Regions from separate parts of the Mus musculus genome. Here regions 1, 2, 3, 5, 6 and 7 are each linked to region 4. Evidence: chromatin contacts called from public HiCAR-type, HiChIP or PLAC-seq, capture Hi-C and promoter capture Hi-C data. All regions are on one chromosome and are shown on one strand. The core of a region is the stretch at or near the end of the contact, and the rest is flanking DNA. Distances in the headings are between cores, read along the strand shown. Region 1 holds the start of Akt2 (thymoma viral proto-oncogene 2). Region 2 holds the start of Numbl (numb-like). Region 3 holds the start of Zfp94 (zinc finger protein 94). Region 4 holds the start of Cyp2s1 (cytochrome P450, family 2, subfamily s, polypeptide 1). Region 5 holds the start of Zfp93 (zinc finger protein 93). Region 6 holds the start of Zfp607b (zinc finger protein 607B). Region 7 holds the start of Zfp112 (zinc finger protein 112).

Region 1 (2,700 bases), core at 4-2,503, 1.8 Mb after region 4:
CAGCCGTGCAACCTATATACCTTTTTTTCTGTGAGCGATTTTCTGTGGTTTTAAGTCTTACATGGGCTCAAGTTACTCCATATGAGAAATTATAAGTCCCACATTTATTTAGATATATATCATGTGCAAGTGACATTAATATTTTGAAGTCACAGTTTAATAAGAACTGTTTTCGTAAGATAATCCAAGGTTATTTGTGTTTTGAAGATGTGGATTCTTGAGATGTGGATACAGAAGTCAGCCCATAGTTACAGAAGAGGATATTCTAATGTGGGGTTATGTGGCTCAAAGCTTGAGTGCAACATCTTTTTTTTTTTTTGAGACAAGGTCTAGCTGGCCTGCCCCAACATCCAGAATGATGCAGTAACAGACCTGTTGCCATACCCTGCTTTGTGCTTGATCTTAACTAACTTGTTTTGGGTCTCTATAAGTAAGCATCTAGGAGCCTGGCAGTGGCAGGCCAGGCCTTTAATCCTATTGCTCAGAAGGCAGAAGCAGGCAGATCTCTGAGTTCAAGACAGCTTGGTCTACAGGGCGAGTTTCAGGACAGCCAGGGCTATACACAGAAACCCTGTCTCGAAAAACCAAAAAAAAAAAAAAAGTCAGGCTGGTAAGATGGCTCAGCGGTTAAGAACACTAACTGCTCTTCCAGAGGTCCTGAGTTCAAGTCCCAGCAATCACATGGTGGCTCACTACCATCTATAAGGGGATCTGATGCCCTCTTCTGGCCTGCAGATCAGAGCACTCATACATTAAGTTAAAAAAAAAAAAAAAAAAAAAAAGAAAGAAAAAAAGAAAGTCTAGGACAGTGTTTCTCAGTCTACCTAATGTGACTCTTTAATACAGTTCCTCATGTGGTGATCCCCCAAACATAAAATTATTTTCGTTGTCACTTCATAACTAATTTTGCTATTCTTATGAATCATAATGTAAATATCTGAATTTTCCGATGATCTTAGGCAACCCCTGTGAGAGGTTCCCAAGTGAAGAACCGCTGGTCTAGGAACTAGGAAGGCAGGAAAGAGAAGAATAAAACAAGATCAAAGCATATGTAAATAAAGCCCTTTGATTGCCGGGAAGTAATCACTGGGCCTTCGGGGAAAGCCTACTTGTTGGTGTCCTACTGCGCATGTGTAATGCTACCCCCCCCTCCGCCCCCCCAGCTCAGAACGGGGCTCTTAAAAAAAATAAATAAATAAAAAGTTAACGTGACGGGTGCCTAAAGTACGCAGGCGCGCTGCCTTGAGCCTGCCTGCCTCCTAGTTCCTGCGCTTGCGGTCTGATGTTTTCTGAGGCCATTCCCTTGGTCTACTACGTCAGTTCCTGTTTGTGGCTGGAAAAGGCGGTATTTCCGGCCAGCGGGTGGGAGGGGGCTGTGAGTGGGGGCTGGGGGCTGGGGGGAGGGGGCGGGGGGGCCCGCGCTGCGCGAGCCGTTGGGCCTGACTCCGAGAAGGCGTCGCCGCCGCCAGCACTGCCGCCGTTGCTGCCGCCAGTTCATAAATAAGGAGCGGGAACGAGCTCAGCGTGGCGATGGGCGGGGGTAGAGCCCGGCCGGAGAGGCTGGGCGGCCGCCGGTGACAGGTGAGTACGCCAGCGCGTGTCCCCAAGCGCCCTCCCCTCCGCGATGGTCGCGTCCTGGCCCCCCGTGGGGCCTCGCTGGGCCGTACCACCCGTGCCCGCCTGGCGGGGACCACGGACCTGGAGGCTCCCCCCCTCTTCCGGAACGGAGTGGGGGCGCCTGCTGCGGGGCTGGGGGGGACAAACCCAGAGGGACGCGGGGCGGGTGCCGTGGTCCATACCACTGCGGCGGCGGGGGGAGCTCTCTCTGAGTGTGCGGGCTGGGGGCTGCCCTCGGGGACATCGGGGGAGACAGCTCCTTCTCTGTGGTGCCAGCCTGTCCAGCTTTTGAGGCGCTCACCGTGTCAAGTGCCGCTTGGGTGCTTTGGGAGCCGTTCCTATAGTGCACTTAGAGGGATGGGAGCTTCTGGAGAGGGGTCTGGGCCCAGGGTGGCCGTGTTGGGGCAGTCAGGGTAGTACCACCTAGACACGAGAGAGCAGTCTTTGTACTTAGAGGAGAACAGGGTCGGGTGGAGGGCTGTGATGTTTATCATCTTTGAGGCACAGGGTGCTGGGAGGCCCGAGTGAGTGTTAAGGGGCGTACTTTTAGGGGTGTGATACTGAGTGGGCGAGGAGCGCTTTTCTCTTCCTGTAATATGCAGGGGTGGGCGTTTACACTCAGCTCACCCTTTCTTGAACTTCTTTATGACTTTGGGGAAAACGGGATCGTTACTGGGCTGCTTTTTATCATGGGGTTGTCCACTCACCACTCCAGAACCCTCTCAGATTATTTCTCTTTAAGGTGTGTGGGACATCCTTTGGCAAGTTCTTTGCTTCCGGGGGTGGAGATGTGTTTTAGAAGTCACTGAAGTTTTCTGATCTCTAGTCTGGCTCCCTACTAGGAAAGGGAGGGGCTATCGGGCTTGGATAAGGAGAAGTGCCTCTGGACCTGCCTGTCACCTTTTGGGCGGAAGGTGTGTTTTAAGGGACAGCTCTCTAGAGCGAAGTGGGGGGGGGGCATCTTTATTCTCAGAATTTGGGGCCCCTGTTTCTCTCATTTGGAGAACTTTTGGCACCTGGTGACAGGCCTCCCCCTGCTAGAAAACCATAGGTTCAGGTCAGGCTGATTTTTAGCCTGTTTAC
Region 2 (2,700 bases), core at 36-2,535, 1.4 Mb after region 4:
ACCGCTACTGGGCCAGTCGCCAGACACTGCCGCTGCCAGCAGCCTCCTGACTAGGGACCTCCCTGCCGACCCCACCATGACAGATTCCATCCAGGGATACCAGCTCCACAGCAGGCAGTCCCCTCCTCCTCTTTCTTGGTCTCCAGAACCTAGTTTCTTGCCTTGGATCTTTGGGCCCCTGGAGTTAGCTCCCTGATCCTAAGTGAGCAACCTTGAATTCTGAGGCTAGGAGCCAGCAGAATCCTGCCACCATCTAAGTGAGCCTTGGGTCCACTCTCATGTGAAGGAGACGCCCCTCGGCCCCAGGTCTTCCAGGATCTGCAGGGGAGATGGTGGCTGTTGGGGGCGGTCCTCACCTTTGCCTCCCTTGCTCCTCTACCAGCTGCCTTCTTCCCGGGTTCCAGCCTGTGTATTGGAGGGTGGGGGTGGGTGCTGATCCTTTCCTCCGAATAAAGGCACCCTTTCCCTGCCCCCAGTTCTTTTCTCTCTGTGCTAAGGGGGAGGAGCTCACAGGCAGCTCCAGGTGCAGATGGCCAGACCCCCCACCCCACCCCCTTGTCTAGGGCCATCTGTTGCAGGGAACCTCCTCCGCCCCCCCCCCCACGTGCTGACCACCTGCTCCAAGGGCTGTGGCAGCTGAGAAGTACCCTTCTATCACATACTCGCCCCCCCCCCCACCCCCCAGCTTCAGGCTCCCTCCTGTTCCTGACAACCTCGCCTTTGCTAATGGGCCCTAATGCCCCTAACAGCTGCTCTGCCAAACCTACAGGACAGGGGTAGGGGTGCAGCTGAGTCCAGAACTAGGACCTGGTCTAACCCAATGCCCACTTCTCGCAAGCCAGAGTGATCTCCCTCCAGGACTCCAGGGTCTGTTTCTTTTCCTTCCCCTCCTCTCCCCTCCCCTCGCCTGCAAAAAGTGCCTCGTCACCGCTTCTGCCCGCCCCCGCCGGGCTGGGAGAACCGTGGGGTTAAGCAAGATTTGAGGACGAGGCGCCTCCCAAAGCAATTCTTCAGAAGCAGAACCATAGGGGATCTGAGGTCAGGGGTTATGGAAGCAAATAGAACCTGCGCCTCAACCTGAGAGGCACTCCTCTAGGGATGCGTGCAGGTTCCCGCAAGGCCAGACCAAGGGGCGGGGCGGGCCGGCCTTTGCTTGGGAGGAGACCCGGTAGTGTTTATGTGGGGGCGTGGTCTGCGGGAGGGCGGGGTTATCTTTTGCATATACAGCAGGCGGCGGGCCAATGGGCGGGGTCGGGGCGGGGCGCCGAGGGAGGGATGCTCCCCCGCCCCCGGAACGGAATCCTCCCGGGAGCCGAGCTGGCTCGCGCGCTTGCATCCCGCACCAGCCGCCGGCCCCGGGCCGGGCCCGCGTCAGACCGAGCCGCCGCCACCACAGCAGCAGCAGCACTCGGGAAGCCGGGCCCAACCGGGGCCGCGGGAGGCGGGGGCGCCCGGGCCCTGGATGTCCCGCAGCGCGGCGGCCAGCGTGAGAAGGGCGGGCTCGGGGGGCTCGGGCCGGGGGCGGCGCCGCTGCTGATGTGGCGAAGGGTGGGAGGCGGCAGCAGCGCCCGGATGGAGAGAAGATGCCAAGGCTGGAAAGGGTGGTCCTGGGTGGGGGTCCGGGAACAGGTTCCTGGCAATCCCAAACCTGCCAGACTGGGGTCTGGTCCAGCACAGGCCATCTCTGCGAAGGCCCTGAAAATAGGGATCCTGGAATACAGATTCCCCCCAAATCATGGACAGGGCTACATAAATTCTAGGTAAAACTCCCTGGGCAAGGTTTGGCGTTCAGGGTCCGGATACGGTCCCCTTTATCAAGCTGAGGCCTTAACTGAGCCGATTCCAGACAAAATCAGTACTCTTCCCTGCTAGAGGGTTTCTTTGAGCACAACAGCCCCCTGGGCGATGTCTTGAAGATGAAGTCCCTGGATAGAGCTGCCAAGGCTAAGGCTCTGGGGGATGGGGGGGCGGTTTCCAAGTACTGTCTACTCCCTGGGGTCCTGGATCCAGCCTGTCCCCCCAAGCCCTTGGGCGGTGTCCCAGGCAAATCCCCTTCTCAGAACAAGGTCTCTGTGTCTGAAACTCCACCCCAGCGTGAATAAAATAAGGAGAATTTCAGGCATTCCCCTACCCCACCTCCACCCCATGCTTAGTCAGGGGTCTCAAGACATTGGTCTCCTAGGCCACCCCTTTTGTCCCTAGGGCTGCTCAGCGTCTAAGAGAGGCCCCACCCGGAGACAATGCTCAGCTTTCCCTTGCCCCCCAGGCTCCAGGATTCAGCCTGGGCTGGGGGCGGCTCCCCAGAGACGGGTGGAAACCTGTCTGTAGCCTCTGTGGTGACCAGCGGCTTTGTGTGGTTGTGTGTGTGTGTGTGTGTGTGTGTGTGTGTGTAAGGGTTGGGGATGTGGCTAGAAGTGTGATCTGGTGTTTGTGTGACTGTAGCTGTGTGTGTGCTTGCATTACAGCTGGCAAGGATGAGGTATCCTGCGTTGTCTGCCTGCATGCTTGTGGTTGGATGTGGTGATGTCTGGTGTGTGTGTGTGTGTGTGTGTGTGTGTGACCGTGGATGTGATGGCAGCCGTTCACTGTTCAGACTCCTGTACTTTTTAGACTGTGTTTAAATAGATATGCATATGTCTTTTTGTGAGACCCTGTGTGTATGTACCTTGGTATGTGTCAACATCTGTGTTGGGTTTGAGG
Region 3 (2,700 bases), core at 56-2,555, 1.5 Mb before region 4:
TTTGTTTTTTGGGTTTTTTTGGCTTTTTGTTTTGTTTTGTTTTTCAAGACAGGGTTTCTCTGTGCAGCCCTGGCTGTCCTGGAACTCACTCTGTAGACCAGGCTGGCCTCGAACTCAGAAATCCATCTGCCTCTGCCTCCCAAGTGCTGGGATTACAGGTGTGTGCCACCACTGCCCGGCTGATCAAACCATCTTGGGAGCATGCTGAGCAGGGAGCTGTGTTGTTTGGACCATCAGCTTTCAGGCTATGACTAGTTTTGAATTTTATGCGGCAACAGTCTTGATCTGAGTTACTCTATCTTGGATAAAAGTGCCAAGAAGAAATCCATGTCTTGTTTACACAGTCATAGCCAGGCGACTCAATTGTGCTATTAAAAGATATCGACTAGCCTTTAGTCCCAGCACTCAGGTAGATCTCTGTGAGTTCAAAGCCAGCCTGGTAACATAAAACATAAGCGCACCAACCATATCACGTTACTTCTTCACCAAGGGACCGGTATGTGGCAGGCACACTGCTCAGTAGCCTGGTCACATGCCAGGAGCCAAGTCCAGTTCCAATGATCCATCCTGTGATAATAAACTCACGAGTGTGTATAACTGTGTGCCAGGTGACTCGTGGTCTGAAATTTATCATTAGCTATGTTAAGCTTGGAATAAAAGAACCTGTGATTAATGGCCAACCACCAGGAGAAATCGAGATTCCTTGGCAAATTGCAGCCAACGAAACTGACACAGCTTATGACTTTCTTGTCGTTCAGCAAAATCTGACATCGTGGAAAGCCATAGACGTGTCCGTTTATCCTTCTACATGACAGGCTCTCGACAAATCTCCACCCATCCCGATTCTCTGCAGTGTAGGTGTGAGTCCTAGAACCTTCAGGGCAGGGTGACACTAGCTACATCAATGCCTCAAACAACACTATCAACATGGCCCTCGCACCCCAATTCCAGACAGCAGTGAAGGAAGGTGTGAGGGCTCACACCTGTCATCGCAACACACCGGATGCTGAGGCAGGAGGCTGACTGAGCCACGCGCTGAGACCCTATCAGTGCGATGATATCTGTGGGATGGAGGGAGGCTCATTGGGCGCCCTGCGCTTCCCTTTCGCCAGCCTGGAGCCGACTCCCCTACGGCCGCCCGCCGCCAACCCTGCAAACCTCCAGATCCAGGCATCAGTCGAGGAAGGTGTGGGAGAGAGGAGACTCAAGGGAGGACAAGGGGAGCGGATGCTAACAGAAACCACCTGGGAAACACTTCCCAGAATGCTTCGCATCAGCCCGCACAACAGAAGCACGCGCAATGCTCCGAGAATTTGAACTACGCTTCCCAGAATGCTCGGCGTCCGCCGGCCTTCACAGACGCACGCGCAATGCGCAGAGACCCTGGACGACACTTCCCAGAAATCTCCGCGTCAGCTCTCCCGGGTGCCTGCGTGTTTGTGGAACAGTTGAACTACATTTCCGGTAGTGAATGCGGAGAGGCGGATCTTACACTCGTTTCTCCTAGTATATAGCCTCTCTGGAGTGTGTGTGTGTGCGCCACGCAGGTACTTCCCTAGCCCTCTGCGGAACTTTTTATTTAATCTGCGAGACACTGGTGCGCACTGTACAATCCATACTGAATTTACGATGGTCCTCCTGCCTCAGTCTTGCACACTCTCAAATGCTGGGCTAACGTGTGTGCCATGACACCATGCTGCCTCTGAACTTGACACGTCCCACGTGGAAAATTTTTCACCCTGGAAAATTAAGAGTCCTTACCTCATAGGCGGTAATTTGGCCCTACCGTTGTCCTTATATACCTGAGTATATAATATATACTTCTGTGTTTCTCAAAGAAACCAAAATTCTCTCTACACATCACAGCCACACAATCCACTTAACCTCCTGCTAGGCTGCTTCTTCAATGTAACCACAGGTACATTGATAATTCATACTCTCCTCCCTGCCCCTCCAGTTTTCTCCCCACTTCCTTCTATCTTCCACATCAATCTAGATCAATCCACAGGAGAAACAAGTTTTGGTTTGCTTGGTTTTTTTTGTTTGTTTGTTTGTTTGTTTTGTTTTGTTTTGTTTATTTTTCAGAGATTTATTTCTTTTTTTATTTATGTGAGTACAAATAAAGTACAATTAAAAAAAAAGCTAGCTTCAGACACACACTAGAAGAGGGCATCCGATCCCATTACAGATGGTTGTGAGCCACCATGTGGTTGCTGGGAATTGAACTCAGGACCTCTGGCAGTCAGTGCTCTTAACTGCTGAACCATCTCTCAGCCCTGTCTGTCTGTCTGTCTGTCTGTCTGTCTGTTTGTTTGTTTGTTTGTTTGTTTGTTTTTAATTATCCCAAAGGACCACTAGCAAAAGTTTTTTTCATCCAAACAAAATCTCGGCGTATGTGTGTGGCACAGCGGAGATGCTGTAACAGGTATACATAGTAGCAAGGAAAAAGACTAGTTTTTACATGATATGATTGTTGTGACAATTTTGGAGTTTTGGTTTCTTTGAAAAACAGAAATACTATAGGAATGTTTTGATTTTAGCCCCAGGTGAGGAATATGAGGCTGCTTCAGACGGTCCACAGCAGCTGGGATTTGCCTCCTGCTCTAGCAGAGGCGTGATTTTGCCAGCTGCAGGTGGTTTCTGTGCGTGTGTGATGTTTAGAATTCGGGGGACTTTTCAGAGAGGGGTGGGTGTAGGTTG
Region 4 (2,700 bases), core at 123-2,622:
AGCTGGTCTGCTCCCCACACCAATCCAAAGCATCCCTTTGGGAAGCTGCTCTCTTTTTGCATCGGAGTGTGGGGTGGGAGCTCCAGCCCACCCACACCCCTTTTTTTTTTCTCGAGACAAGGTTTCTCTGTGAAACTCTGGCTGCCCTGGAACTCTCTCTGTAGACCAGACTGGCCTCGAACTCACATAGATCTTCTGCCTCCAGAGTGCTGGGATTAAAGGTGTGCACCACCACCGCTCTGCTGAGTGGGCGCTTCTTAACCACATCCCTTTGCCTGCCCTCTCACTTCCTTCTAGGCTCTAACCTCTGATCTTGGGACCATCCACAACCAGCTTTGGTTTCTCATAATCCCCCTCTTCCCAATATCTGGCTACTCATTTCAACCTCTGCTGAACACTTAAGTCCCGCAGCAAGTAACACGGAGCATGTGTCCCGTTTCTCCCTTAGACACCCACTCCTCTTTTCTGTCCTTAAAAGTCCCTTAGAGTATTTTTGAATGGAGAACTTAATTCTCCCCACTACCCCCAGCAAGTTGGGACTGCCTCCCCATCCTCCCACCCGTGGCAGGAACTCCTAGCTCCCTCCTAGCAGAGCTACACCCATCCTCCCACTCTGGGAGTCTCTGAGGCAGATTCCTTCAGCCCAGGATGCTCTCTGCTCAGCCCCCTCCAGCTTCCAGATGCTTCCCTTTCAACGAGGGGGGGGGGACGGGGAAGGGTGCTGGGGACGGCAAGCTCGCCCACTACCCTCTTATTTAGAGAATGTCTGCTTTGCAGCTTTGGTCTCAGCTCACTAACTTCCAGCATGCTGTGGGTCCCTGCGACCTGGGACCCCTACTCCTCTGGGTCCTGTTCTCATTTCCTCCTAGTCCTCTGTGAGCTGTGTCCCTCCAGCTCTAGTGCCCTTTTCAGGGCATTCCCTTTCTTTCTTAGCCCTGGATCCCACTTCCAAGACTGGCTGAGCTCTGCCCACTCCAACCTGGATACCCTTGCTCAGCCCAGGTCAACTTGTTCGCGTCCCCAGCTCAAGACATTCATGGTCTCTTTGCCCTCAGAACTCCTGCTTCTGCCTCCTTTATAAGATAGTCCAAGACTCATCTGCTCTGGCACTTAGAAGGCTCCCCGCCCCCGCGCACATCCCCTGGTTAGGATGTCCTTGCGTCCCCTCACCCGCAAAAGCCCCGAGTACAGAGCCCCGGGACGCAGCTGCAGGAGGTTCCCCAGCAACGGCAGCGGCGTGGGCCCCGGGGGTAGGTAGCCTCGGGCCGGGGTCCTGAATAGCGTCAGAGACAGCAGCAGCAGCAGCAGCAGCAGGGCCAGCAGCAGCGCCCAGGTGCTGGCTGCCTCCATCTCTGCAGGTCGGCTGGGTCTGTACCTCCTAGAAGCTCCTTGCCGCCGGACTAGTTAGGGGAGGGAACGGGGCGGCTCCCTCCTCAACGAAATCAAGAGGAGTGGGGCGGGGCAGCCTCCTGCAAGGCGTCGCTCCCCGCACCCTTATTTCTCTGTCTCTGGCCCGCTGTCGCCAGAAGTCTCACACCATCGCGCGAATGTATCTCCCAGGTTACCAAGGTTTTCCCTGGGTTCAGAGGGCGGAGGCAGTACCTTGGGCCCTAGGTGGGGCATAGTAAGCAAACAAGAGGAACCTGGGAGCGGGAGACCTTGACTGGCTGCAGCAGCCACACCTCGCGCGCCTGTGACCCCGCCTGGCTTCCCCAGCTCCTGCCTCCCTCTGCTTATCTTGGTGTGCGTGCGTGCGTGCATGTGAGGTGTCTTGGAGGCACTTTCCTCCCGCATCCTACCTCTGCCAACTAGGAGGGACTTGACATTCTGTTGTCCCTAGATTACAAGGCTCCGTGACATTGACTTAGGTCAGTGTGTATAGGTTGACTCATTCTTTTGTTTTGTTTTGAAACGAGGTCGCAGGTAGCTAGAGCTGGCCTGAAACTCTCTGGGTAGTTTAAGTATGACCTTGAGTTTCTTAATCCTCCTGTCTCCACTGCTCACTAGTGGGATTAAAGGACTTGTTCTTTAAATTAAAAACAAAAAGTGTTTTTTCTTTTTTTTTTTTTTAGCGTGTATCTGTACATTCGTGTTATATTCGTGTATATTCTGTGCGTGGGTTCAGATGTGTATGCGGGTACTCCTGCTTGTACGTTGGCAGGCAGGTAGAGTTGACCTCCTGCATTCCTCCATATTTATCTAGGCAGGTTCTATCTGGAATCCCTCCTCTAGCTGAAGGGTTTGCCCCAAGGCTCCCTGTCTTCCTTACGAGGAATCTGGAGCTATACATTTCAGTCCTCATATGGTCGTGCTTATCCACTGGGCCGTCTCCTAGCCCTAATTTATTTTTTATTAGGATATGTTAATTATACACCCCACCCACACACACACATATATTTTTTCATTCTGGCATTTTCATGCACTCACAACATATTTTTCACATTCATTTTCACAACATTCAATCAGTTTCATATCTCTGAGGCCTTCGCTCTTCCTACTTAATTAGTTAGTTAATGAATTTTGATGACCAGATGAGTTTCATTAGGGTTGCTTACAGAGTCTCAGTTGAGAGACTGTTCACAGGAGCACGAAGTCCTTATCCTGAGGCCACACCTCTCTCTCTTGTCTCTCTCACTCTCAAAAAATTTTTTTTATTAAGCAGAAGAGGACACTAGATGCCATTACAGATGGCCGTGGGCC
Region 5 (2,700 bases), core at 53-2,552, 1.5 Mb before region 4:
TTATATTTATTAGCCTAGTACAGTGAACTGAAATGTGTGCAATTGGAATTATGGGCCCTGACATTCTGTGGGGACAGAGCTTTTGCTGTTGTTTGTTTGTTTATACTGTAACCAATATTTTGAACGTCTTTACTAAACTTGACTTGTGAATGACTTGCTTCTCCTCCTTCCCCTCTAGGTCTAGGTCGGGCTGTCCTTCATGACCCAGGTCCATCTGTGGTTCAGACCTATGCTGCTCCCACGGACTCCCCCAGGCTGTATCTCAGATAAAGAGTTCTTTCTGACAGCTCCAGGGCTCTGAAGGTCAAGGATCAAGCCCCCACTGGAGGATGCTGGGCAGGTTGTGGTTTGAGTGAGAACGCCCCCCACAGGCTCATGTTAAAATGCTTAGTCACCAGGGAGTAGAACTCATTGAAAGGATTTGAAAGACAGGAGGTATGGCCTTGATGGTGAAAGTATATCACTGGGCATGGCTAGAGATTTTAAGAGCACATGTGTCTCTTTGTCTCTCCAGTATGGATGAGGATTTAACTCTCCCTCCCATGCCCGCTGCTGCCATGCTCTTGCCATGATAATGCACTAAACCCCTAAAAGTGTACGCAAGCCTCTAATTAAATGTTTCCTTTTATAAGCGTTGCCTTGGTCATGATGTCCCTTCACAGCAACAGAAGAGTGGCCCAGATAGCCCATGTTCTACCACCAGGTCACTCCCACAGCCCCTCACTAGGGGATTCTGGGCAGTGCTCTACAACTGAGCCGGTCCCCCACCCCTCATAGGGGGTTTCTATGCAGAAACTCTGACTCTGCTGCCTAATTAGGCAACTGCAGCTGTGCAGTTTCCCTGTTAGCTTTTATAATGTAATACAGTATGGGATCTCAATTTTAAAAAAAAATGTATCCACAGCAAGATCTGCTGGCCCTCTCCTTTAATCACAGCACTTGGGAGGCAGAGGCAGACAGATCTGTCAGTTCGAGGCCAGCCTGGACTACTGGGGGAGTTCCAGGACAGCCAGGGCTACACAGAGAAACCCTGCCTCGGAAAAACAAAACAACAACAAAAACAAAGAAGTATCCACAGTTGACTTTCATGGAATTTCAGAAATGAATAAACCGAAAAGCAACACAGAAGAGCGACCTACCAAAAGGAATCCCCTTAGTTAAAAAGGTTCACCGAAGCTTTGCCATTCCGGGGAATATAGTCCCCAGAGAGTGCAGCCACTGAGGAATTCTGGGAATTGTAGTTCCAACGCCAGTAGTGGTCAAGGTCGTTTCCGCTCCCGGGAGGGGAGGATGTTTGTGAGTGCTTCCTGTGAGGTGAAAACCTGGGCCATCGCTCTGCATTTCCTTTGCGCCTGTGCTCCTGATGTATCCCCTCAGTGACCGCATCTGCGGCCCAGGAACAAGCCCGGCATCCAGGTCCTCTCTCGCTGGGCTCTGCCTGAGGCGGGGCTGCCCTACACTGACACACCTCAGCCCCTTGCAGAGCCCCAGGAGAGGCTAGCTTCCCAGGGGAGCCTGGCAGGGGAGCTATGATGAGAGATGGCCCATGTCCTGAATCCTTAAGTGGTATGCAACTTTACTTTTTATGTGATTCCACCCCTATTTATTTATTTATTTATTTATTTAAATAAACAATATTTTTATTTTGTTAAAGTTATTAAATAAATGTATTTAATAATTAGAAGAAAGAGAGAGAGAGAGAGAGAGAAAGAAAGAAAGAAAGAAAGAAAGAAAGAAAGAAAGAAAGAAAGAAAGAAAGAAAGAAAAGAAGTCAAAAGACAACTTGTGGGAGTCAACTTAATGGTACCCAGAGACTCAAACTCAGCAGGTTAGACTCAGTGGCAGTTTCCTTTACCCGCTGAGCCATCTTGTAGGCTCAAACTCCCCATTCCTTGGAGAGGGTTTAGCGTTTTTTGTTATTGTTTTGTTTTGTTTTTTAATTGGTCATTATTTTCATGCCTGTGGGAAAAGAGACTTTGGACTTTGTGGCGGCTCTTGTAAATGAACAATGTTTACTAGTAATTAAGTCTTTTAGAGGGAGATACAAAAGAGGACTCTATCATTTCCATGTATGGAAACAATAATATGTAAGATAGCTGTCACAATTGATAGATCTTTCTGAGAGTGGTAGTCAGTCATGACACAGCACGCATCATAGAGTTCAGAGCTTAGTGAAGATTTGTTTTTCTGGAAAACCCATCACTACAGGCAGCCTTGTGAAGGTAAGAGTGCCCAGCACCCCCCACCCCACCCCCCACATGCACACACACAAGCTGCCAGAAATAGAAAATGTGGCCTTTTCTAACCCGCTGCGGTGAGCGAGGTGAGGCATGGGTGGCCCCTTAACTTTAACCCAGAGTCTTACACTACCAATTAGTGGGAAGTAGGCAGAAAAGCCTGGTCAGCGCGCACAGCCCTTGGGGCTGATGGAGAAGCTGAGGAAGCCATGTGGACCAACTGTCCTAGCAGTGTTCTCACGAAGCCCCTCTTCCCCCAGCTTGCTTCCCAGAGCCCTGCCTTGTCTCAAAGAGAAGAGAACAATGACCAAGTTACAGGTAAGTCGGGTTGCTTCCCCCATCCCCACAGTGCTAGGGATTGGAAACAGGACCCCTGCATGCTGGGCAAGTGCTCTGCAGCCACCGTAGCCTATTTGACAAGGTCCAGGCCACGGAAGGACCCTGTTCCCAAAACAAACAAAAA
Region 6 (2,700 bases), core at 17-2,516, 1.9 Mb after region 4:
TTCTCTCTGCCCAGCCTTTGGGCAATCTGCATTTATTGTCAGGGCAGAGAACAAATGGTAAGATTTTGTTTATAGAACTTGAAACACGAGAGTTTTTTTTAAAAAATCTAAGTATTACAATGTCATTTTCAGATAGAAACAAGAGGTGAGGGCAGAGAAATGACCATTTGAAAACCCCAAGGATAACCTTTCCACGGGGCACAAAACCATTCTGACCACAGTTCATCTCAAACTCAGGTGCTCCCGTGGGCTTAGTGGGATGGAGACTTCCGTGAGCTCCCGACTGCAGCAGCCGGTGCCTTTGTGGCCACAGCACTGTCTGTATAGTGGGTTTCAGATGCACGGTTTCCCCATAGATCTGGCTCTGTAGATGGCCTATTGGTCCAACCGAGGATGTGAAATCTGAGCGCTAAAGAGGGTTCTTCATCGGGTGTCCTGAGCAGACTAAGGGACAGCCACAATGCCGCTGTGTAACGGGACATGTTCAACAACTTCCTCAGCAGGACAGGCGCATACTGAAGATTTGATATGCCATCTTAGGCAAATGGGGGCTGGGAACAAGGTGTTTGAAGCTGGTGTATACTGTGGCTTCTGGTTGCTGTGAAGAAAAGTTCAGACTCCCATAAGCTGTCTTCCCGGCAAACCTGGAATTCTTCTTCTTTTTTTTTTAACTTGGAATTTTTATGATTCTGTTTACTTACCTTATGGTTCGTTGAGATCTGATATGAGATTTGGGTATGCGGGAATTGACTTGCTAAAAGGTCCTTTGTGTAACAATCACAAAAGCCCTCCTGCGAAGCTGTTAGCCGTTTAGTTCAGCTCACCAGAATGGATCCCTCTGCTTCTGGGAAGCCTAAATTCATTCTGCAGTGTCCCTCTTTCTTTGATCGTTCAGAAAAACCCAGAACACTGACAAAGTCCCACCAGAGCACAGCGAGGTGGAACCCTGCAGTGGGTCTCAGGCAAAGCGTATTCAATTACATCTCGATCCAATTTTACTTCCTAGCCTGCGTTTAAAACTTAGGCTCACCTGTCTTCTCCACAGGGGTGAAACCCAGTTACTCACAGAACCCGGAAGTACACACACACACAGAGAGAGAGAGAGAGAGAGAGAGAGAGAGAGAGAGAGAGAGAGAGAGAGAGAGAGAGAGAGAGAGAGAGAGAGAGAGAGAGAGAAGGGCACCATCCCTGGGAACTCCCACAAAGCACAGGGCGCAGCTGCCAGATGGGCTGGCCCAGGTTGCATGCTGGGATATCCCAGAACTATGAAGCATTATATTTCTTGTAGTTTGGGACAAGGGGACTACATTTCCCAGGCAGCATAGGGTCGGAAGTAGATAACTTCTGGTGTGCAGGCGGAGCTACCCCGGATGGTCAGGTGGGAATCAGAAGTCACTGGTTGGCCTCCACAGAGTAAGGCGGGAGACCGCAGGCGGGTGTGGGTGTGGCGAATGGGTGTTGATGTGTGGGCGTGTAGGAACTGTGGTGTGTGTACGTGTGTGTATGTGCGTGTGTGTCTGTCAGTGTCTAACTGTATACACACCTTGAGCTCTCTGCATAATCTGTGTCTCTTTGCTTGTCGCTGTCTGCTCCTGCTTTCTCTCAGGGACACAGGGACTAAAGCAGAGGACCAAGCTTCAGTAAGGGGAGGTCAGGTGCGGGGTCTGAAGGGAAGCTTTCCCCGAGGCTCAGACTTGAGCTTAGGGCTATAATTTAAGGACGGGGGTGTCGTCTAGGAGGGAGGGTACTTGTTGAGCTCCGTGACTGTCTCAGAGCTCTGCCGAATCTGAATATCGAGGGAAGAGAAGGAAAGTTCTCACTGAGGATGCTCTCAAATGTAGTCTGCGATCTCATGTATACTCGGGTTCCCTGCTTAGGCCATTATTCAAGAGGGAGGCTGGAGAATAATGAAAATATTATCGCTACCCATCTAAGATTCAAGAGTGAGTGCTCTTTTCGGTTTGAGAACTGAGGTTTTAGTTTTAGAATATAGAATTGTTAGGAAATGAAGCAGGAGCATGCAAATTTACAACTGCACTATTGTCCTTAGTGTCCCCTCCCGTTCCAGCTAGTATTCACATTATCATTTCAGTGACCCTTGATGTCTTCTGTCGACAATCCCATCTTTTTCCCAAGCTGTTTTCCATAGGGACCTACAGAGGTTAGCATTAGGGCTTTCAAACGCTGCTGTTCTACATCTGATTTCTATTTCCATGGCATCACAAGACAGGAAAAGAATGCAGTCGATAGATGGTCTGTTCGCTTGTGAGGATTTCGGGAGTGGGAAAGTGATAGCACTGAAGGACTTCATCTAACTTATATTTTTGTCACGAGTACACTTGCCATCTACTCTCTAAGACTTTACAAACTATTAATCCCAGTCACCATGTTTCATGACACATCTCCCAACTCTCTCGCTTATGGTATAGATCTACCTCCCACTCTCGACCCCGATGCTGCACATCCAGCCTCCGCCACTCAAACCCCAGTAACCGGCATCTTACTGTTCCTAGGAGAAAACAGCTTCAGATTCTACATGACTGAGACCATGGGGGTCTGTCTTTTGTTTAAAGATGAAGTATTTGTCTTCAAAGTTATGTATGTTGGGTTATGTGTCCATGACCACAGGTGCCTCTGGAAACCAGAGCTATAGGCTTCCCTGCAGCTTGAGTTCCAGGCACTGTAGCTGTCAGGAGACTG
Region 7 (2,700 bases), core at 76-2,575, 1.7 Mb before region 4:
GCACCACTTTTGTAGAGGACCCGGCACCCACGTCAGTTGGCTAACGGGTTTGTAAAGTCAAGTTATGGGGGAGGGAGGTGGGAAACAGACGTCCTCTTCTAGTTTTCTTGGGCACTACACGCAATGGTGCATATACATGTGCCCAAGCACACATGTGCACACACGCACACATACATTAAATATTTAAAATTATTAATTCAGTTCCTTTGTACTTGATTTACCTTTTTCTGCATTCCTGCTTCCATGCTTTTTATAGAATTGCTTCTTGAACTGGGTGGGGATTAGTTACGTTGAGTTTGTCCTAGTGTCACGTTTGAAAAGCTTTTCTTTTCCAAGATTTTTATAAAGACAGTGGAGGTTGGAGAGCTGAAGGTGAATAGTGATAATCAGCAGAATTAAATAAGGGGAATCCCATCCCATAATCAGCCTCCAAACCCTGACACCATTGCATAAACTAGCAAGATTTTGCTGAAAGGACCCTAATATAGCTGTCTCTTGTGAGACTATGCCGGGGCCTAGCAAACACAGAAGTGGATGCTCACAATCAGCTATTGGATGGATCACAGGGCTCCCAATGGAGGAGCTAGAGAAAGTAGCCAAGGAGCTAAAGGGATCTGCAACCCTATAGGTGGAACAACATTATGAACTACCCAGTACCCCGGAGCTCTTGACTCTAGCTGCATATGTATCAAAAGATGGCCTAGTCGGCCATCACTGGAAAGAGAGGCCCATTGGACATGCAAACTTTATATGCCCCAGTACAGGGGAACTCCAGGGCCAAAAAGGGGGAGTGGGTGAGTAGGGGAGTGGGGGGAGGGGGACTTTTGGGATAGCATTGGAAATGTAAATGAGGAAAATGCCTAATAAAAAATATAAAAAATAATAATAATAATAATAAGGGGAATCCCTAAACTCAGGACTATGCAAATGATCTGGAAGGGAGGTCCGCTGGGGTTAAGGCAGGCCCTGCAGATCCCGTGAACTGTAGACCCAAGCAGTCCCTGACGTGCTCTGGGGAAAGCGCTGTTTATCCCAATCTTCCACAGAAAGCAGGGAAAGCATCGTGGTTCGAAGATTTTTGGCTTAGGGTATGCCAAGGACTTTCAAAAGTCTGAAGTCCGGTTTCCTTACTCCATGGCACTTCCGCTCGGGGAAGGCAAGGACTCTGAAAATTCTGGGAAATGTAGTTCATGACCCTCCCATCCCCGGGATGATAAGATAACTTCCGCTGCAGGTGGGGGGGGGGGGCTGAGAGGCCATCCTTCCGGTTGGGAAATGTAGTTTGGGAATCCTCAGTGTGCAAGATCCTCTGCAGGAGACTGCAGGAGACTGTTCTCCCCGCAACCTTCGGGAATTCTGGGAAGTGTAGTCCTGGCTGCCTATGCGGGAAGAGTCACTTCCGCCCCAGGTGTGTGAGGCCTTGTTCCGTTCCTTTCAGAAAGGTGAGCCCTCCCCTTTACTGACCCCTCCCGAGTGTGAGCGATCCTTTTCAGGTTGCCCTGGGTGATAGCCACCAGGCTTGTATCCTGGGTAAGGAAGTCTGCCTCGGAAAGGTAGAACGTGAACTTACTTTGGAAGAGCATGCCCGAGTGTGCTGCGATTGCACACACTGACTCAGGCCTGGCCCGGGGCTGTCAGTCACCTGGATGGAGGGTCTCCTGGGCGATGGGCACCCCCAGCCGCCTCCCTAGCTCTGGTCACGATGCCATCTCCCAGCAGTGGAGTTCAGACTCTCCATCTCTGCCTCCATGCTTTCCACCACGCCTTGGTACCTATCCAAGAGTGATCTAGAGTTTCCTGCAAGGCTCAAAACTGCTGACGCGCGGTAGGAAATGGGACATTTACTATCGGTGCTTTCCAATTTCAGAGAAGCTGGACGCTTTAGTGACCCACGGATGGTCTCAGAGCTCCTGCTGTAGGGTCTCTGGACCCAGCCTGTCCCCATTATCAAAGTCCTTAATGACTTGTTTTGTTTTTGTTGAGACAATCGTTCCCAGCTTTGTGTGCAGTGTCCACTGTGCCTTACGGGGGCCGGGAGAGGTGTTAGCTGAAGTCCGGTTTCTCCGAGCAAGTTGTCTTCTTAATCCTTTATATAAAAAGTGCTGCAGGGGAAAGAGGCATCAGAGAACGTGGTAGTGGTGCAGTCGTTTGAATGAGAAATGACCCCGTAGGGTCCAACCTTTGGATGCCAGGTCCACAGTTTAGAGGGCGGGGTGCTGTTTCTGGAGGTTTGGCTGGTGTGGCCTTGCTGGAGAAATACGTCATGGGGCGGGGTCAGCCTCCAAGGTGTTTGCTCGCTATGCTTGAGTTTCAGAAGGGAGCTCTCAGCTTCTTGCTCCTGTTGACAAGTCTGCCACCTGCCATGCTGTCCCTACTATTATGGAACTGAAAGCCAAAATAAACGCTTTCTTCCACACCTTATTCATGGTGTTTGATCACAGCAACAAAAAGTAACTAATACACAGGGGTAGACCTTAGCATCCTTCTGTCAATCTGTCTGTTCTGAGGAGTGAGGCTCTCTTTACTCATTAGCAGATCCACTTATGAAGTTACCCTAATATTTTTTAATTAATTCTGGACGGGATAGAGAAATGCTTGGACATAAAGAATAAGTATGAAATATAAACATTTAAAACTAAATGCTGTACGGGTTCTATCCAAATTAATAAATATAACTCTTAAAAGAGCTTTATTGGATGT

Evidence for each region. Promoter capture Hi-C pulls out the DNA fragments that hold promoters and counts their contacts. HiCAR-type assays count read pairs that join an accessible place to other places. HiChIP or PLAC-seq counts read pairs in DNA pulled down with a chosen protein or histone mark. Capture Hi-C pulls out chosen DNA fragments and counts their contacts.
Region 1: a contact with region 4 is called in a promoter capture Hi-C map of second pharyngeal arch cranial neural crest. The contact joins the promoter of Akt2 here to the promoter of Cyp2s1 in region 4. A contact is called at or near these places in 3 of 39 promoter capture datasets (cranial neural crest, frontonasal cranial neural crest and second pharyngeal arch cranial neural crest) and 1 of 115 datasets of contacts at active chromatin or transcription factors (pancreatic cancer cells).
Region 2: a FOXA1 HiChIP or PLAC-seq map of pancreatic cancer cells shows a contact between it and region 4. The contact joins the promoter of Numbl here to the promoter of Cyp2s1 in region 4. A contact is called at or near these places in 5 of 39 promoter capture datasets (cranial neural crest, embryonic stem cells, frontonasal cranial neural crest and 1 more), 3 of 115 datasets of contacts at active chromatin or transcription factors (embryonic stem cells, forebrain and pancreatic cancer cells) and 2 of 9 other capture datasets (adipose tissue and embryonic stem cells).
Region 3: a contact with region 4 is called in a capture Hi-C map of macrophages, with 5 times the contacts expected there. The contact joins the promoter of Zfp94 here to the promoter of Cyp2s1 in region 4. A contact is called at or near these places in 3 of 39 promoter capture datasets (cranial neural crest, frontonasal cranial neural crest and hippocampal neurons), 1 of 115 datasets of contacts at active chromatin or transcription factors (astrocytes) and 2 of 9 other capture datasets (liver and macrophages).
Region 5: a contact with region 4 is called in a promoter capture Hi-C map of hippocampal neurons, with 9 times the contacts expected there. The contact joins the promoter of Zfp93 here to the promoter of Cyp2s1 in region 4. A contact is called at or near these places in 5 of 39 promoter capture datasets (cranial neural crest, frontonasal cranial neural crest, hippocampal neurons and 2 more).
Region 6: a HiCAR-type map of astrocytes shows a contact between it and region 4, with 5 times the contacts expected there. The contact joins the promoter of Zfp607b here to the promoter of Cyp2s1 in region 4. A contact is called at or near these places in 3 of 39 promoter capture datasets (cranial neural crest, frontonasal cranial neural crest and second pharyngeal arch cranial neural crest) and 1 of 115 datasets of contacts at active chromatin or transcription factors (astrocytes).
Region 7: a promoter capture Hi-C map of hippocampal neurons shows a contact between it and region 4, with 8 times the contacts expected there. The contact joins the promoter of Zfp112 here to the promoter of Cyp2s1 in region 4. A contact is called at or near these places in 2 of 39 promoter capture datasets (hippocampal neurons and second pharyngeal arch cranial neural crest) and 1 of 115 datasets of contacts at active chromatin or transcription factors (astrocytes).

What each region holds. Positions count from the first base shown.
Region 1 is chr7:27,590,299-27,592,998 of GRCm38.p6, forward strand. It overlaps Akt2 (thymoma viral proto-oncogene 2), which reads left to right and starts at 1,254. Exons shown (of 14, transcript NM_001110208.2): 1 at 1,254-1,581.
Region 2 is chr7:27,257,476-27,260,175 of GRCm38.p6, forward strand. It overlaps Numbl (numb-like), which reads left to right and starts at 1,286. Exons shown (of 10, transcript NM_010950.2): 1 at 1,286-1,486. The coding sequence starts at 1,463. It overlaps Coq8b (coenzyme Q8B), which reads left to right. Exons shown (of 15, transcript NM_133770.2): 15 at 1-474. The coding sequence ends at 50.
Region 3 is chr7:24,315,361-24,318,060 of GRCm38.p6, forward strand. It overlaps Zfp94 (zinc finger protein 94), which reads right to left and starts at 1,306. Exons shown (of 6, transcript NM_001199321.1): 1 at 1,159-1,306. It also overlaps the pseudogene Gm44513.
Region 4 is chr7:25,815,153-25,817,852 of GRCm38.p6, forward strand. Cyp2s1 (cytochrome P450, family 2, subfamily s, polypeptide 1) reads right to left here and starts at 1,373. Exons shown (of 9, transcript NM_028775.4): 1 at 1,171-1,373. The coding sequence starts at 1,350.
Region 5 is chr7:24,269,116-24,271,815 of GRCm38.p6, forward strand. Zfp93 (zinc finger protein 93) reads left to right here and starts at 1,303. Exons shown (of 4, transcript NM_009567.4): 1 at 1,303-1,566; 2 at 2,498-2,555. The coding sequence starts at 2,541.
Region 6 is chr7:27,688,074-27,690,773 of GRCm38.p6, forward strand. It overlaps Zfp607b (zinc finger protein 607B), which reads left to right and starts at 1,267. Exons shown (of 6, transcript NM_001112731.1): 1 at 1,267-1,413.
Region 7 is chr7:24,110,995-24,113,694 of GRCm38.p6, forward strand. Zfp112 (zinc finger protein 112) reads left to right here and starts at 1,326. Exons shown (of 5, transcript NM_021307.2): 1 at 1,326-1,442.